Regions from separate parts of the Mus musculus genome. Here all the other regions are linked to region 2. A link is a contact called in public Hi-C and HiChIP or PLAC-seq data. All regions are on one chromosome and are shown on one strand. The core of a region is the stretch at or near the end of the contact, and the rest is flanking DNA. Distances in the headings are between cores, read along the strand shown.

Region 1 (3,036 bases), core at 188-2,687, 93 kb after region 2:
AAGACAGTTTAAAGTGTACAATTAATATGGGGAATTTTTTCCTTCAGCTGTCGACATTTTTCCCCCTCTGTTGAGCCTTTAAGCTGTATTTCATATTTGTTACTACAAATAATATTTTTTTATTCTGGCTGACCTCTGGGAAATTTTGAATTACTAAATTTTTGCTATTGTCTAAGTGGCAGCTTACTGAAGTCCACAGAAAAGAGAATAAAGAAACTAGAGACCTATTTTGGAGATTGGCAAGAATTGCCACCACTCGAGTATCCCATAAAAGCAACAATAAATCTACTTCTGAGAAATCAAGGGATATTTGCAGTTAGCAGACTCTGCTGATCCCCTTCATCCACCAGGTTCTTTTTCTATTGAGAGCTAAACATTCTGCTTTTGGGGTAGAAAGAAGAAGAGTTTGATCTTAACAAGACAATGAAGTGCACAGTGTCTGATGTGAGTTAACTCCAGGTATTGATCAGGACTGAGATTTCATTTAACCCTATTGTAGCTGGTCAGGAGACTACATGTCTATGCTTTCTTGCATGTCCAGGGCTTCCAGGTGATGTCCTTTAACAGCAGAACCGTAAACAGCTGCAACCTTCTTTCGGTAAAAATGGAGGCCATAGTCACCACAGCTAATTTGTGTGTGTGTTTTACGAAGATTATTTTTAAAAGACAAGGGATGAGTTGCGTTGTCTGCAGAGCACTGCTCCACCATGGCTCACATTATTATAGTAATTCGTTACAGGTATTGAATGAGATAAGTGAGCACCAATTGTCAGCTTTGGTATGTTCCAGAAACTCGTTTGGCTTATCTGATGTAAAATTAGAGTCCTCTTGACATTCTGGTTTTTCAGCCATGGAGTATAAAACAGAGAAAACACATGTTACCTTATAAATACATTAAAGGATTAAGGAATTGTCTTTAATTTGCAAGTAAAGTGGAGGCAGATGGAATTCAGCATGACATTATGGCTGAATTGGAAAGAACTTAGGAACGTCTTTTGGTTGCTGTATGCATTCTCCCGTACTAGTGCACAGGCATGCCTGCAAATGTTTTCCAGACCTCTTTTTAAAACCAAAGCGTTGTTCAGAATAACTCTTGTCTCCAGTTGCTGTGAAGGAATCAAGTCTGATGGCTGTCCATCATGTTTTGGATCAGAGTAATTATAAAACCCAGACGGAGGGTCTTTAACCATTAGCTTTCAACATAACCCGTGTCAAATCCTGATGTCTGTATTCCAAGTCCCCTTTTGTGTAACTGAAGGGAGCGGTTTTATCCTGCTTATGAACAGCAAGTCTGAATAAATGGAGTATTTCCTGAGAAATCTGGACACAAGGCCTACTAATACTGGATTGTTCTTGGTAGCAATGAGGTTGTACCATGCGACGTCACCTTCAGGTCCTACTTGTACTTCCTGCCTAGTGGATTTAGCAGGAACTTTGTTACTCTTCTGCTGGGCCGTGTATGGCTGCACAGAGTCAGCCCTGCTGCGGTTTTCTCTTTGGGCACATCCTGTGAATGGCTCATATTGTTTTCATTCTGTCTCTCTTTACTTTCCCACATCTGAAGACAGAGCCTAGGACTTCACCCATCTGAGCAAGCAGTCTATGGCTGAGTCTTGGCCGGACTTTCAGGAACTTCTGCCCCACAGCAGCTGCAGCTTTCTGCAGCTTTCTTTCAGAATAAGTTAGGCCTGTGGTACCTTGTGTACAGATATGGTGTCCCCATTAGTTGCCTGATGTTCCAGCTTCTCGCTCAGCTTTTGACATGACTGAGTTTCTTTACAGAAGTTGCAAGCCTTCTCTTTGAAACCCAGGATTATTGAAAATGTGTTCTGTTTTAAAGGTTTTTTTTAATCAACATTAAAACCTCTAATATGAATATTTTATTGCAAAAGGAAACCACACAGGTCCTGCAGTCATAACCGCAGATGACTTCCGGTGAGCAATGACTTCCAGTGAGCACCATGGTCACTGGTGGCCTTGACCTCAATATTTAAAACACTTTAAAAATTTACATACCTGTTACCACATTCAGAAATCTACAGACGGTCAAGGGGTATGATAACTAACCTGATTAATGTCAAATATGTTGCAGAACTGCCTCCAAAAAACAAAAAGAAAAGAAAAGAAAGAATTAAACTATTTCTATAAGTTAAAGAATTAAGCTATAAGTTATTCTGTATATGTTAGGTCAACCTGATTTTCAATTTTTTATTTCCTCTCTGGCAGATAAGAAAGTAGCCACTTTAAGGATATCTGAACTGAATACCCCTAGTTGGTATGTTTGTGTTGGGGCCTCTGAGGTCTTTCCTCTCAGGAGCAAGAAAAGGAGTTTAGATGTCTATCTTTTCTACTTTGTATATAGCTACAAGATTTTTTTGACAACTACATCATTATCATTGTATGCCTTTTTATTTCAACTAATGTTCATTGTTGTGAAGTCTTTAAGCTGGTGATTCACTAAGACCAGCTTGCTGTGATAAGACTCTGAGTGGGGCATCTTCTGAGTGGGGCATCTTCTGAGACAAAGACCATATCAGACTTCCCACCACAGAGAACAGTGCCCTGCAGCAAGTCAGTGCCCTGTCTTCCTGGGCCTGTCTTCCAAAACCTGAAATGTTTTCTGTGATGTCCCTTCATGGTGGTTGACTGATCCATTTTCCAGGCCTTGGATTTTGTTTCCAGGAGAGAAGAACAGAGCATCAGGATAGTGGAGCTGGTGTGTTTAATATGGGGTGAACACCAGCTGGGAAGAAAATAGCCCGGGGAACTTCAGCTTGACTGTGAAAGTCCTGCTTCAGAGTCTGCCTCGCTCTCCTAATGTACAACACTTCTTTTTCTGGATGCACTCTTCACACTTTAAGCATTATACTCAATTTGAATCCATTGTTTAAAATGTTAATTTCCTGAACCATGCAAACCATCTGACTCGAATGCTAAAATTTTCACCTTTAGAAAAAACTTGCATCAGGCATGTATAGTGGTGGCCAGCACCTTTGTCTGGGTGTTTGATCTGTGTGTATCCTCTCTAGTTGGTTG
Region 2 (3,101 bases), core at 256-2,755:
ATTACTCTGTTGAGGGAACTAAGACTCGAGAGTACTTGTGAAATAGTTCCTGGGGACCAGCAAATGAGAACTGGGAGAAACAGGATTTAAATTCCTAGAACTCCCAACTATATCCATTGTGGATGAAGTAGCTATCTTGGAAACCATCAGACTTAAAGAAAAAGAAGCCAGCTGCCAGCATTGGCTGCAGTGCACTGAATGGCTGAGATGTTAGATGAGAGGGACTTGTAACATATTAGACTGTTTTGGCTCCCCTTTAAAGCATAGGTTCCTTGTGCTTAGATAGAGAGAAACTACTGGAAGATTAACCATGTGACAAGGGAATATTATTGAGAAGCAACCTCAGGTGGCTGCACAAATGTGCAATGTGCTTCTCAGAGATGAATGCAAACATCTTCTGACACTATGAAAAGAACAAAGATTTACTGACATATTTGATCTACAAGAATTATGGTTTTAGAACTATTTGAGAACAAGGTTTTATTTGAAACCATAGATAAATATCAAGAACTATGGTTTACATAACAAAGATCACTGACACTTTATAATCTTTCCTTAGTCTGTAAAGAGAATGAACTACAGAAGCTAACCAAGAGCACCAACTAATATATTTGCAAAGATCTAATCAAGTACTAGATATTGGTGCTCCAAATTCCTTGGCTAATCAGAAATTGAATACTAAATTCTGATAACCTAATAGACTTGATATAAAATTGAATTAAATCAGTAAATTTAACAATGCCAAGTTATGTGTGTTGGGTTCAAGACTGTAGGAAGGATTCACTTTGGGAGTTGTTCAGCTGCTGTCTTATGACTTTCCAAAGGGGACACTAAGGGCCAGAGAGTTCCTAAGTACATCTGAATCATGTACTGCTATTAGCGGGAGAGAGAGAGAGAGAGAGACAGAGACAGAGACAGAGACAGAGACAGAGACAGAGAGAGACAGAGAGAGACAGAGAGAGACAGAGAGAGACAGAGAGAGACAGAGAGACAGAGAGACAGAGACAGAGAGACAGAGAGACAGAGAGACAGAGAGAGACAGAGACACAGAGACAGACAGAGACAGAGAGAGAGAGAACATTGTCTTGCTTTGGTTTACCTCACATTATCAATAAAACAATTTCAGGATACTTGAAAAATAAACATAAGCTGGGTGGCAATGGCACATGCCTTTAATCCCAACACCCAGGAAGAAGAGGCAGGAGAATCTCTGTGAGTGGCCAGCCTGGTCTACAGAGTGCCAAGTAAGCCAGGGCTGCATAGAGAAACCCTGTCTCTAAAAAACAAAAGAGGGGAAAAAAAGCCACATCAAAGCTAAGTGACAGAATCGCATAGCCATAGACTAGCCCTAGGCTTGAAGCTTTATTTCTTTTATTTTCCCTTTGCCTCTTGGATATTCAGCTGGCAGCTAAAATTGCCTTACAGACTCCTCCCACCTGACTCCTCTCTGACCTAATTCAGGCTCCCTGGTGAGGAAGGCACAGAAGCCATGCCAGCCCTGGGCACTTGTGTATGTCTTTGTGTTTCAGTACAAATGATGACACCACAAGAAAGAGGCTAGGGAATAATGTCCCTTTGTTATGATGTCGCCACACACCTGCAGAGTCAGTACATGCATTGTCTTGGTTTTCTTGTTGATTTTCCTCCCTCCCCCATCATGCCAAGCAAGATGAGAAAGTAATTCTTGTTATTGCTTTGTGATTCCATTCGCCATCCCTTTCTTACCCTTACAAAATGCGGGAGAGATTGTACATGCAGCTCAGCGCATGCTGCAGATCTCGGGACCATTACTAAATTTTCTTTGTTTTCCATTTTCTGGCAGATGTTGAATAGGAAAATTCTGGGCTGAAATACTAATTGAGTGACTATGAGATCACTTTAGGAAGCTTCACAGTTATGCCATGAAAAGTTTCTTTTGAAAAAAAAGTGTGGAAATATGCAAAGAATTTTAATGAATTTTAAATTATTTCATAGTACTATTTTTCCCTACATCCTCTCTTCTAGATTTAACAAACAAACAAAAAAAAATTCAAGCTAGAACTACAACTATCTGGAAATATGCTTCAAAAATTCTTGAAAACATTGCACATTTATTCTGCTACAAATGCATTATATTGTTCAGACAATGCTCTGGCCTGTGGGAGCACATAATTTACTATGTGAAATTCTGCAATTTCTGTCAAAGCTTATTGGAAACAACCCAATTATAGCTAATATGCTAAACACAGTGGTAAATAATTACAAATGTGGCATCATTGTACGGTGAAGCATGACAGTGCTCCACAAAGTCACTGGGAGTGGGACACAGGGCACAGTGGGGAATTCCAGTGGGATTACCCAGAAAAAAAATTCCCTGATATCATCAGCAGTCATACATTAAACTCACTTTACCTAAGAGACCTCAGTTGTAGTGTAATCCATTTGTAGATTCTAAACAATTTCCTTGTGAGTTTATTTCTGTGCTATAAATTACTGGCCTCTCAGGAGTATTGAAAATTAATAGTTGCCATGGTTTTGGCACTTGGTGAGAAGCATTGGAAAATACAGTCTTCCTGTCTGGCAAGTATAGCAAATGTCATACCGAGCATTTTATAAACAATGTAACATCTATTCGTCTCTCTGTTGAATTACCTCTGCCAGGCATGGTGCACATGAATTCTAGCACGTGGAAGGTAACAACAGATGGATGTCTATGAGTTTGAGGCCAGCCTAATCTACATAGAGATCCCAGGCTACCTAGTGAGAACCTGTCTCAAGCAAACAACAACCAAGCCTATTAGAGAAATTCCAGGCCTTAGCGACTTCTGGATCACAGATGTGACAGAAATCAGATTTCAACAGCCTTCAAGACCAAATGTTTCTTTACTTGAATGGACATTTCTAGCACGTATGTCTATAATTCTTTATATACATTTTGTAAAGGAAGTAGCAATTATTTGATTTTGTTAAGTGGATCAATACGTAAGGCAGCGTTTGGAATTATTCTGTGCCATTCTACAAATGGGAATCCATTGGATGTAGTTTAGTGGAGCAGCCTTACACAAGCTTGGTATGAAACTGAGCAGAGTTTATAGAGGAGCCCTCATGGTTAGAGCTTTTTC
Region 3 (3,383 bases), core at 344-2,843, 66 kb after region 2:
TTGCTCTGCTCATGTTCAACTTGACACAACCGAGAGTCTCCTGGGAAGGAGGAATGACCCTCGGTTGGAGAACCGCCACTATCAAGTTGGCCTGTGGCCATATCTGTGAGAGATTGTCTTGATTGATGATTGATATAGGAAGGCTCAGCCCACTGTGGGCATCACTACCCCTGAGCATCAGGACCTTGACTGAGTAAGATAAGATGAACGGAACTGAAAGCACCCAGATCTAAGCACAATGCATCCTCTCTTCCTCAAGTTGATTTTAGCCAGAGTATTTCAACACAGCAAAATAAATTCAAACCTGAACTGTTGTACCCAAGACACACTATGACTCATGTTCTGTTACTACAGTCTTTGCTTCTAGACCATTTTTCTTTTCTTGCCATCCTCCTGCCTCAGCACTCAAGTCTTTGACTGCCTCAGACTTCCTGAGCCTTTGAGAGTCGTGCATAATCATGAGTTATTCAGTTATACTATACACCAGACAGTATTCTAAAACAGGGGGGGAAATGGTTACAGTTTGTCAAAAAGTTAAGACAGAGTCACACTGTGTGTAACCCAGATTTTCCTCAAAGAGAGCCTGTTAGCCTACTATGTGAGAAACACCAGGCACACCACAAGCTAAAAAAAATGTTTTTAACTTTAGAAAATCCAGAGGCCACAGATCCACAAAAAGGCCCTTAAGAAATCCAGAATGTCCACACAGCTCTCCCAGGAGCCTTGGTCTTTCACCCACCCACACTGGGCAGAGAACCACCCTGCATGTGACTCCAGATAAGAATTTTAGAATACTTTAATCAGATAGCTCGAGGCAAGGGTGGGGGGGGATTTGATAAGAAAGCAGAAAAATAGACTAAGAACCACCCACCCTGTCCTACTCACCCTACCCTGTAACCCAACAGCAGTTCTTATTCATCCTAATTTCCACCCTGAAATCCCTTACATTACCCAGATAGACACTAGATTTTAATTCAAATTAGTATGCAAAGTTAAGGAGGCATTTGGTAAACCATCCTATATGGTCTTATTTACAAGAGCAGTGTAGCTGGTATAGAGTAGGGACGCAGTTGAGGAAAAATTGGCGGAAGGTGTGAATTCACACCGACTATCCCAAGACCAAGTAAGGAATCTGGGTCCCCTAGAGACTTCAAAGTAAGGGGCCCAGCCACCAGAGGGATCCTTACTTAATAAAACCTCTGACCCACCTCCAAGGGTGCACAGGATACCTAAGATCAACCCTTCTCCACTTCCTAACCTCAGAATGTAGGTCTGATCCTCAAAAAAACGCCAAATCCCCAACCCTCTATGAGCATCGGATTGAGAATAGGGCGGTAAGCAGGTCCCAGCAGAGGCAGCCCGGCATCAGTACCGAGTCGCGGGTGGGCGGCGCGGGTGGAGCCACCCCCACGCGCGTCCCGCTGCAGATGCGCCCTAGCCAGGCAGAGTTGGCCGCGCCGCCCGAGAGGCGCAGAGTTTGCAAAGTCGCCGCGGAGCTTGAGCGGGAGCGAAGGGGGTGGGCAGAGTGGGGGTGCGCGCGAGAAAAACCCGCCTCTTGTGAGTTGAGCGGGGAAGAGGGGGGGAAAGGCTCTGAGTTCCGCTTCCTGAACGGCGGGTGGGTAGAACAGGCTGGCGCGGCCAGGGGACCGGCGGGACACACTCGCTCCGGGGCCGAGGCGCGAGCGGCACGGCCCGCGATGGCCGGGGAGCGGACCCGCAGGTTCACCCGGAGCCTGCTGAGACCGGGACAGGCGGCCGAGCTCCGGCACAGCGCCGCGTCTGCCGCCGCGGTGGCCGTCAGCAGCCGTCAGCAGCAGCGGGTGAGTGCCCTGCGTCCCTCGCGCCACGGCGGGGCTTGCCCAGGGACCCCAGACAGGCCTTGTCGCCAGCCCTGTGAGCCCCTGCACGGGAGCTAGCTTGTCCTCCACCCCGAATTCGCTCCCCCACAGAGCGACCCCGGAGTCACCTCCTCCAAGCAGTGTCACCAAAGAATTAAGGACCAGAGGCGCATTGGGGGACTTTAGGAACGCGGGACGCTTAGATGAGCAGCTGCGTGGGAGAGCGTGTGCCTACGTTTTAAGGGGGGTGGAGGAGGCGGGAATGCATCCAGTCTGGCTCAAGGTGACAGGGTGACAGGGACCTGGGGCGGCGGGTGGGGGCGGGATAAAGGGGTGGGGGGAGCTAAATGGATGGAACCTGTAGATCCACAAGTCTGCGCGCCCCTCTCCTCCCCGTGGAACCTAGAAAAGATGTAGTGAGCTAGCTCTTCAGCCAGACCAAAGCTGAAACCCCCACCTTCTATCTAGTGAGGAAAATCTGCAATTTGCACAGATCTCCCTCCCCCCACAGGCTGGAACCCAACCAGCCACTTTATACTGTTGCAGAAAGAGCTGGGGGAAACTGGGATGAAGGGGACGTGGGTTATTAAGTAGCCAGTGGCTTCTGGTGTGTTTTGAAGCGATTTCACGGGAATCTCCTTCCAGAAGGTTTCCCCTGGTTACTTCCTTGTCGAAATGCCTTCTAAGTATTGGGTGATTTCCGCGGGAAGTCCCTGAGGCAAAAGCCAGCATCAGGTGCCCAAATCATACCCGTGCATCACGAGATATTCATAAATTCCAGTAGGTGTCACACTAAGGGATGAAAGCAGCAAGCAGGGAGCGCACATCAACTGTGGTAGAAATGGGTAGCCCGTAGGGAGTAGCCTTCCAGCAAGAGTGGGGCTCAGCCACGGAGCTCTTGGCCTGACTTTGTTGGACCAGAATCCTCGTTGTGGGTTTCATTTTCCTTTTTTTTGCCAGTAAATACCATTAGGAATTAAACAACCCTATTTAAGAGTGTCAAAGTGTTGCCTTTGCCAGTCACCGAAGAGGAGGGAGCCAGATCTGGTCAGAGCCAGTTCCCACAGCCAGAAGCCTCTCTTAAAGCCAGAGGTCGGGAAGCTGAACAGAGCGGAAGCAAATTGCCTGGCAGAGGGACCAGAGCAGCAAATGCACAGAGGGTGGGGGGTGGGGGTGGGGGATGGGGAAGCCTGGAGTGTGAAAAGAACTGGTAGCCAGGCTGCCCTTTCCTTCCCTTTCCCTCACCACTGGCTGCAATATGCAGCTGCCAGAGACAATTCAACTGTTACCTAATCCCTTGACAGTGCCAGCCTGTGGTTTTGATATCTGTATGCATATTTTTAAGGAAGAACAGACAAACTGTCAAAAACGGGCCATTCTGAAAAGCGGGTGGAGCTATTACAGAATCAGACACACATAAGACAGTAATTTTACCTTGTAAAGCAGTGGTTCTCAACCTCTGAGTCTTGACCCTTTGGGGTTCAAAGGACCCCCCTTCCACAGGGGTTGCCTGAGACCTTTGGGAAACACAGTTACCTGACAATT

The links. Hi-C and Micro-C count contacts between places; a contact is called where the count stands out from the background. HiChIP or PLAC-seq counts read pairs in DNA pulled down with a chosen protein or histone mark.
Region 1: a contact with region 2 is called in a Hi-C map of the N1E-115 cell line, with 5 times the contacts expected there. The contact joins two enhancer-like sites. A contact is called at or near these places in 1 of 15 datasets of contacts at CTCF or cohesin (CD8 T cells), 10 of 484 Hi-C or Micro-C datasets (the Ba/F3 cell line, the C10 cell line, CD4 T cells and 7 more) and 2 of 115 datasets of contacts at active chromatin or transcription factors (CD8 T cells and neural progenitor cells).
Region 3: a contact with region 2 is called in an H3K27ac HiChIP or PLAC-seq map of neural progenitor cells, with 6 times the contacts expected there. The contact joins the promoter of Dock10 here to the enhancer-like site in region 2. A contact is called at or near these places in 2 of 39 promoter capture datasets (the C10 cell line and macrophages), 1 of 15 datasets of contacts at CTCF or cohesin (CD8 T cells), 5 of 484 Hi-C or Micro-C datasets (cortical glia, forebrain, macrophages and 2 more), 8 of 115 datasets of contacts at active chromatin or transcription factors (CD8 T cells, bone marrow-derived dendritic cells, bone marrow-derived macrophages and 4 more) and 1 of 9 other capture datasets (liver).

Annotation. Positions count from the first base shown.
Region 1 is chr1:80,729,277-80,732,312 of GRCm38.p6, reverse strand. The region is part of intron 1 of Dock10 (dedicator of cytokinesis 10); the gene reads left to right. Among named protein-coding and RNA genes, the nearest start is that of Dock10, 28 kb to the left of the region's middle. Within about 2 kb of position 1,437, at least 34 of the 459 cell types and tissues checked have an H3K27ac peak or open chromatin away from gene starts, as enhancers often do. A contact at or near this core is called in the N1E-115 cell line and neural progenitor cells, where this site is marked.
Region 2 is chr1:80,822,580-80,825,680 of GRCm38.p6, reverse strand. No RefSeq gene overlaps it. Among named protein-coding and RNA genes, the nearest start is that of Dock10, 66 kb to the right of the region's middle. Within about 2 kb of position 1,505, at least 27 of the 459 cell types and tissues checked have an H3K27ac peak or open chromatin away from gene starts, as enhancers often do. A contact at or near this core is called in the N1E-115 cell line, cortical glia, neural progenitor cells and 1 more, where this site is marked.
Region 3 is chr1:80,756,763-80,760,145 of GRCm38.p6, reverse strand. Dock10 (dedicator of cytokinesis 10) reads left to right here and starts at 1,593. Exons shown (of 56, transcript NM_175291.4): 1 at 1,593-1,820. The coding sequence starts at 1,698.